Regions from separate parts of the Sus scrofa genome. Here region 1 is linked to region 2. The links are chromatin contacts, called in public Hi-C maps. All regions are on one chromosome and are shown on one strand. Each heading gives the region's core, a stretch centred on a gene start, on an enhancer-like site or on the middle of the called end of the contact. The rest is flanking DNA. Distances are from core to core; before and after follow the strand shown.

Evidence for each region. A called contact is a pair of places that touch in the nucleus more often than the background predicts.
Region 1: a contact with region 2 is called in a Hi-C map of fetal skeletal muscle, with 1.9 times the contacts expected there. The contact joins the enhancer-like site here to the promoter of ETV5 in region 2. A contact is called at or near these places in 1 of 5 promoter capture datasets (liver), 7 of 47 Hi-C or Micro-C datasets (alveolar macrophages, embryonic fibroblasts, fetal skeletal muscle and 3 more) and 1 of 2 datasets of contacts at active chromatin or transcription factors (skeletal muscle).

The regions. Positions count from the first base shown.
Region 1 is chr13:124,024,388-124,028,523 of Sscrofa11.1, forward strand. All of the region lies in intron 19 of DGKG (diacylglycerol kinase gamma), which reads right to left. Among named protein-coding and RNA genes, the nearest start is that of ETV5, 96 kb to the left of the region's middle. Within about 2 kb of position 2,199, at least 6 of the 83 cell types and tissues checked have an H3K27ac peak or open chromatin away from gene starts, as enhancers often do. A contact at or near this core is called in fetal skeletal muscle, where this site is marked.
Region 2 is chr13:123,928,446-123,932,548 of Sscrofa11.1, forward strand. It overlaps ETV5 (ets variant 5), which reads right to left and starts at 1,712. Exons shown (of 13, transcript NM_001243025.1): 1 at 1,565-1,712.

The DNA of each region.
Region 1 (4,136 bases), core at 949-3,448, 96 kb after region 2:
AGAATACCATATAGGTCCCAAACGACATATCCAGGGAAAACTATACCTAGCCCTCAGGGTACGGCAATGATACATTTTCATAAAGTTCATATCAATTAAAAAACAAAAGCAAACGATCTCACTTAATATTATGGGCTTGCTGGGTTATTGGTGGTGTTCTTGCTATGACAACTGAAGAGAGTGGACTAGTGTTAGGTTATCAAGGAAAGTAGTAATTAGCATAATCAAACAGATGTGAGAGCAACACAGGAAGGGCAAAGCTGAATGATGGCTGTTAGTCACAGTATTGAGAATTACTTTATCTCTTCACATTTTACATTATTTGAATCCCAAGTGCTTCTGGACACTTAGTAATTGGGTTAACCGAAGTTTAGATCAAAGGTTTAAAAAAGAAAACTAAAAGCCCAGGTAGGTAGACTTAGTTCTAAGGCCAGGATGTCAAGTCCTGGAAGGGGCCCATGACTATCACCTCACAGGTGCTGCAGAGGCCATCTGTGTCACCCATACACCAGCTGCCCTGGCCCATCAGAGAGCTTGTCAGCACATCTAATCCACCCTGCATGCAATCCCCTGCTCTCACTGCTCATTGGAAAGGCACTCTGAGCACAGAGCTGTGGATGGAAGGATCTTTTCCAAGAGGAGGCAGTGGCCCCTTTGGTACAAGGGAAAGTGAGCCCCCAGTAATCAGGAAGCAGGCTTTATAAATAGCTGTTTTTGTTCTCTGAGTGTGACTCTTGTGCCCGCTGTTCCTGCCAACAGATTTGTCTTGGCTCAGCTCAAGGGGCAAGGTATTCCCTGGCTTTTTTCCACACGGGGGACAAGACTGGAGTTCATGGCACTCAGAAAAATCTAGGGTGGTGCATAGACAGGAGGACTGGAGACTAGAGACCAGGAGGGGGTGGGCAGAAATGTGGGGAACGAGAGAGTGCAAGAAGGACTAGAGAAAACAAAAAGGCCAAAAGAGGAGGGAGAAACCTGCCTAACATGTATTTTATAGTATTAATAGGGAACCCTCCTAATGACCTCTGAAGATACTTCTTAAGTCATTTCCATGTGTGAAAAATTACCTACAGAATCACAGATGACAGATCATTTGCACTTAAAGGAAATTTGAAGTCCAGGGATTCCCAGCCAACAGGAGATCACAAGTTCCAAGGAATATTCCAAAGTATGGAAGGAGTCCATGACAACGGTCACTGTCGACATTTCTTAATGTGTAATAGGATTTGTGCATTTACTCAGCGCAAACATGGCACAGGCTAACCAGTGGGTTAAAGGCTTTTTTTTTTTTTTTTTTTTTTTTTTTTTTTTTTTTGGTATGAAGTAGAATAAAAGAATTACACAGGTTACTGGTTATTCTTGGCAACCAGAGGAACTGATTGGTGAATGGATGCTGCTGGATCAAAGATGGAAAATGAACGATTACTTAGAAGAGCATTATGGCTGACAGAAATCTTATTCAGTATGGCACCCATGGTGGGAGGTGGCGAGGGCTAAATAAAAATAGTGCACTACTTGATAGTATGCAGAACTACCACCCCAAACCAGCTCTGGATGGTGGTTCTCTTCTTAGCCATAGCAGCCTTCTCATGGCACAGATCAGGAAACTGAGATCAGTCCTTGAGGATGAACTGGCTGGAATTCAAACCCCAGCTCTCAACTTCCCGTCCTTATCTCTTACCTTCCCCCCACCCCCCACCTCCTGTGGCTCTGCCCCAGAGGCATCAGAGGCGTAGAAAGATCAGCCAAAGCCACAGAGCTGGTGACCATTCTCATTCACGCTTGTGGGCTGGTTTGATCACATCTACTGCTCAGGCTGTGGTAAGACTATGAGCTCTAGCTCGAGGCTGGCCGGCTTGGGCTGCTCAGGACCCCACGGTACTCTTTCCCCCAAAAGTCTGAGGTCTGCATCTCCCTATGGGTCTCTGGCCTCCACTCTTGCCCCAAAGTAACAAAGGACCACGTCTACCGGCCTCGTGTCCAGAGAAGGGTCTCACCCCTTCAAAGGTAATTTCGAGCTCTAGAGGATCTGATTCCTCTGAGCAGTGACCCTTCTCTTACTCACAAGACACTTTGTTTCCCTGGACGAGGGACAGAGCTCCTGAATTCTGTCTCACACCTGACAGTATCTCCTCCTAAGGGCAGGACTCCAGCACGAAGCCTGCCAAAGTCTGAAATCAGATCCTCCCCCAGTGTGCACAGGCACACACCCGAGCCAAAACAGGGAGGTGTCTCTCATACTCTCCATCCCCGGGTACCAAGCACGCTCCCAGACTGCTGCTATGAAGCCCTGAGGTCTCTCCGAAGCCCCACAGCCCAACTTGGGAACCACCACAGTGATGGGAATGCCACAGCATGGTCCTGCCACTTTGGGGGTGACCCACAAGAGAGACAGCTGGTGAGGCAGCGAGGGCCTGAGTCTCTAGAGTGTTTCTCCAGTCTTGTGTCTGCCCTTGCCAAGATAAAATAGCTCCCTCCCCCCCATCCAAAAAAAAAAAAAAAAAAAAACGTAAAATAAAAATCTCACTGAGTTTGGCTGCTTTTAGCAATCCTTTTTCCCTTTGAAGATTTATTTGTGGAACGAAAATCCCCTTCAGGCCGATTTGGCTGAGGCTAGAGGGCTCTGAATAAGCTCCATCTCACAGTTCTCAGATGGTAAAGTCAGGACAAAAAGCAACCGTGCTCTGGGAGGGAAAGCGGCAAAGGCAGATGGGAGTGTGGGTCTCTGGGGTTCTGTGATGATTGTCTGGCTGTTGTGCAGCTTTTGGACTCCGAGCTATGCTTTACCAGCATTCACACACCCATCAGCCCAGGAAGCTGGAATTTGAAGGCAGGTGGAGACAGTTAAGGCCCCAGGGGTTGGGGGGGGGGAGGATGGCCGAGTAGAACATAGCCCTGAACACCTGCAGAAGGTAGGCTGTGGATGCTCTCAGAAGCTCTGGCGGAGGAAGGCTACTTCCTAGGTCCTGAGCAACCAAGGCTAGAAACTAGGAACTATTTGGGGAGCAGGAGACCAGCCCCCAAAGCAGGTCCACACTCTCGTCCTACCGTAATTCCCCCTATCGCAATTCCTAGGGAGGCCCCAAGAGAGACAGCAGACCATTCCCTTCTTCTCCACTCCAGCTCACCCCTAGCTGCTGCGAATCCTCTCAGTCTCCCTTATCCAGTGTCTATTGTGTGCCGGAACTCCCTGAGCTGCTTCAGGAACTAAAGGGTCCTCTCATGTGGTCCTCACATCTATCTTCTGGGGTGGGGGCTGTGTGGTTATTTTGTAGATGCGTTTGAGGCTGTTGTTTCTTGGCAAAGGCAAAGCTAGCCTGGAATGGTATCATGGTGTCTGAGGGGATGCTGGCTGAAGGAGCCTGCTCTCCTCTTTCCCTCCCACAACCAGCCTTTCGGAGCTTGAAGCGGTGCCCAATTTGTGATAGATCAGGTTACAAAAGTTCCTTGGTTAAGCCAGTTGTTTGTCACTCTGAGCACATTTCCCCATAGAAACAATGTTATGTTGAGATTGGGTTCTCAGAGTAACTACCAAAGCCAATTAGCCCATTAGGTATCCAATGTCTAGTTTTGGAGACAGCTTGGTAAAGCTGAAATGGCTCTGGTGAGAAGCCAGAGCAGCCTGGGTTCCAGCCACAGCCCAGTCACTTACTTGCTACGTGGCCTTGGGCAAGTCATTTGGTCTCTCTCCCTTGGTTTCTTTGTCTTTGCATTGGGATGGTATCAGCTACCTTGCCGGGGTTGTTGGGAACACTAGTTGGGAATACATACATGGGTCCTGTCATATAATGAAGACACAGAACCCCACTGCCACCACATAAAACTGGCTTTGTGGCCTCATGGGCTCTGAGGTCCAACTTGAAGTACAAGCGCATGTCTTTCCTGATGGATGTGGGTTGGAGAAACTTTGCTTTCTTCAACTTCCTGGGAAAGAAACATGGTGACTCTTCCACCCTAAAGTCCCTGGTGGCCCCCATGAAGTCTGGGCTGATTAGAATGTGACTGCAGGAGCCAGAGGGAAGCAAGAAGCAGAAGAGGTAGGAACGGGAGGAAAGAGCACCACTGAAGCATGCATCACATTTCTTCCTTGGGCTCTCATGAAACTACACAACCATCTGGTTACTTCCGCCTAAGTT
Region 2 (4,103 bases), core at 462-2,961:
ATCTTTTCAGAGTCTACCAATGGAATGCGTTGCAAAACTACTTCACTATGAAGGAAAAAAAAAATCTTTTAAAAAATTAAATGAAAGAAAGTAGGTGCCAGAAGCGCATCCAAAAGAGGCATCGAGGGTCTTTAAAGCAACTCTCAAAGTTCAAGGGCTAGAAAAATTTTGTTCAAAGTATAAATTAAAAAAAAAAAAAAGCCTGAAGGGAAGGCTCGAATTCATCCAGGAGTATAAACCACTTCCTTTGTGCTCCCCCCCCCCCCCACACACACACCACGCCTGGTGCCCCCAGGAAAAACTTTAACACAACGCAGCGGTCCGATCGAGGCCCCTCCCCCGCGGCGCGCAGCGGGCCCGGTTTTATGAATGGGAGAGCGAGCCGCAGCCGCCACATCAGGTAAAGGCTGTAACTGGATCCCTAGCACTGGGCCCCATTCACAAAACAAGACACACTTCCACCCAATTCCCAGCCTTCTCCATTCATGAAAACTCCTTTGGATGCGCCCCCGCCCCCACTCCCAACGCACGCCCTGCCTCCGACGCAGGCCCCTCACCCCAGCGTTTTAGGAGGAAAGCTCAATGCTTCATTCACAAAAAAGCAAAGAAAAAAAGCCGCAGGGAGCTGCGAGCCAACGAAAGAAACCCGCTTCATTCATAAAGTCACCCACATTCATAAAAACGAGCTGCGGCGCCGGGCGCTACCAACAGCCTCCAATCCCCCCCTCCCCACCCCCGCTAGAAAAACCTTCCAAACATCTCTCTTTGGTACCCCTTTTCAATTAAGAGTTCAGTTTCCCCCAGAGGTCTCCTCCCCTCTGAAAATGCGGTCAGATCCCTAATCCAGCGCGAGGAGGCTCCGGCATCTCTCCATCCCCCTCCGCATTTTTTTTTTTTTTCCTTCTTTTCCACCATCCCCAGGCCGCGGTTCTGATGCTCCCCGATTTCTCGAGAATCGCCGTGCAGCCTGACGCCCTTGGTCTGCTGGGGTGGGAGTGGGGGACTGGTGTCCACTTTCCACAACCTGAAACTTGCAAGGCCTGCCTAAGTTCCCGGCCGACCCCAAATCTCGCAGGCTGCACATGTCACTTAACCTCTCCTGGTACTGGGGTGGGGGTGCATCACCTCTCAAACATTCGCCCAAAGCTGCTTTAGGTCCCCTCCTCACTGCAAACCTCTGCCGAGTACCTCTTCTCCAGAGCCCCCAAGTCCTCTCCGGACTCTCAGATCTCCAGAGATGGTAAAGCCGGCAACTCGGCGCCCCTCCATCCCCACCCGGGAGCCCCCGCACCTCGCGCTCCCGCGCGCCTCCCCCGCGACGTGCGGAAACCCGCTCTCTGCGCGCTCCGGAACCGTTAGCCGCCTCCGCTCGACGCCTCTCAGGAACCGGACCGGACCGGGCCGCAAGAGGAGGGGGCGGTCAGCCCTGGAAGGGAGGGGGCTCAGCCACCACAGAAAGTGCACCCCGACTTTGAGGATTCTGAATTAGCCAGTGAACTCTCGCCCGCTGGGCCCTTCCAAGACACCCGCTCCAAAAACCCTCTGTCCCTCGACGCCCCCTCACCTGAGGCGGTGGCTCTCCTCCCCTTGCAGCGGCCCCGGGGCGCAGGCGCGCTCACGCACGCGCGCACCGGGCCTGGGTGCCTAGGCGAATGGCTGGGCCGCACCGCTCCGGAGACGATAAACCGCTCCGCGCACCAGCGGCTGGACTCTGCGCTGCAGCTGCCAACCAGGCTGGAGCGCTGGCCCGGCCCCCAGCGGCCCGCCGCTCTGCCCACCGCCATTGGCCCGCGGCTGTAGCCCAGCCGTTTTCCCATTGGCCCGAGGCCGCTCCAGCGGCTGCCCATCACCTCTTGTTTACCCTGTCTGCGGGCAAATCCAGCCAAGCCGCCCCATCAACTCTGGTCCTCATTGGTCAACAGCACGTCCCTCCCCACCCCCTCAGGGGTCTGTTTTACATAATTTATGCATCTGGGGCCCATTGGCCAATCAGCACAGGCTTGTTTATATAATGAATGTAAGGACGTTTTTCATTCATAAAAAACGCGACCTGAGGGGGAAGCTTAGCTGAGTCAGTGAAGCACTTAAAGGGGCCGAGGGCCTCTAAGAGCCGCCTTTACTTCTCTCCTTGCAGCTCTCCCAACTTTTCACCGAAGCTTGGCTCTTTCCCCTTCCTCATTCACCCTTACTTCTTCCCCACCCCCACTCCCAGCCCTCCCAGCAACACCACTGCCGGGATTGGGCCGCTGAGCCCCGGTCGTTCGCAGCTGCAGCACCAAGAGAAGTTATCATTTTAGAATTCAGGCGAGAGGAATCTGTCATTCCACCCGGAGAGAAACTCGCTGACCGACCTGGGCGTTCGGCCCATAGAAACACAGAAAACGGAAACCGAGCCCTCTAATCTTAGTTACCTTTAAGAGAGGCCTTAATTTCCTTTAACTAGGTTTCCAGTGGGGGAAGAAAAAGCAGTATCTCCCTTTAAAATCTGAGCTCTCAAACAGCTTTTAGGTACTATTTTATACTGGCAGGCCCAAGGCCCAACCAAATCCTGTTTTCTCCCCATGCTTAATTGCAGTTTATAACCGCCAGAGTGGGTTTTGGATCCGGGATGTGAGAGGGTCGGCACTCAAAGAAATCCTCTCTGGGGAGGACACCAACCGGTCCGCCGACCTAGAAACATAAATCCCTCCGAAGCGGGCTTGCAGAGTTAGATCGCCTGCTTGTTTTCCATTTAAGTGTTGAATGCAAGATGGTGCATTTGCGAATTAGATCCCGTGCAGCTGGGAACGAGGAGAAGCTACTCTTCTTGCCAAACGACCGGGCACTAACTGCAATTGCTCAGATTCTTAACAGGGTGTTCCAGGAAACAAGCAATCCTCTCCCCTCTCCGCCCCCTCTGCCCCCTTCTGCGAAGGCCGTGGGATGACTCTCTGCTCTCCCCCAGGATATTGGGACTTGCGAAGGAGCTCTTCTGTTCTCATTCTGCTGGTGTGCCCTGCCATTCACCTCGTGCGCCAGCGGTGGGGGGAGGAGAGAGCCCCTAGTAAAGACTGGCCCTGCCGACACTGGGGCTGCCTCCTACCACCACCGTGGGGAATGCAGTGTGGATTTTTTAAAGAAAAAAAAAATTTAGGTCAAAATTTGCCCACCTTTTTCTGCTTCCACTTATGGGCTCTCAGTCATTTATAGCCCAAGAAATTTTGGACTTCATGGAAGGAAACCTGGAGTTCCTAGATGCAGCACTGACCAGGCATGAACAATAGAGTGGGTGGGTGGGAAAGTGCTCTGAACCTTTAGCAAGCAGTTCCACGTTATGGAATTTCCTAGGAGAGCATTTTGCTACCCACACCAGCTCCAGTGGAGTTTTCCGTTAGTGCCTCTCTCCTTTCCCCAGGCAGCACCATTTCTCTTTGGTGGCTGGAGCACAGTCCTTAGACGAGTGCTCCCAGTGTGTTGCTGACATCCCTGAGGGGCTGTCTCTCTTGCTGGACTCAGGGCCCAGGTTGGGTCCCCAATTCTCCTCCGTGGTTGACTGCCCCAACTCATCCCGTCTCATCCTGCTCTCATATCTAGTTTCTCCAGAAGAGCTTTTGGATTCCACTTAAATCTGCCCTCAGGCCCTGGTGGCGGGAAGACCTGCAGCCCATGGGGCCACATGTCCTTCACCGTATGAACCATAGCCCATCAGTCACACTGGCTACAGGGAAACAGTGCAGGACACTTCGCAGTGACTTCTTCCACAGGGTTGGCTTTGAGGCCTCTCATGTGATTGTCTGATCTTTGCCTCAAACCAAGGCTCTCCATCCCACCTTGGGAAGAGCAGTGGGGTATTTCTGGATTAAGCTGTGATAAATGGCGGCCAAGTTAGGAGCAGGGGAGGAATCGGGGGATGGGTTTTTATAGGAAGATTGTCACACACACGAGATCATGGAGGAATTTACACCAGAGTAGAGCTTTTACCAATTATTTAGTCATTCAGTAAACATTTATTTTGTACCCAATACTCAGCCAAACCCTGTGCTCAGCAAAAAGGTTAGAGATGAATGAGATTCAGCCTTTGTCTTGAAGGAGCCCACAATCTCTTGTACACATTCAGCAGCTGA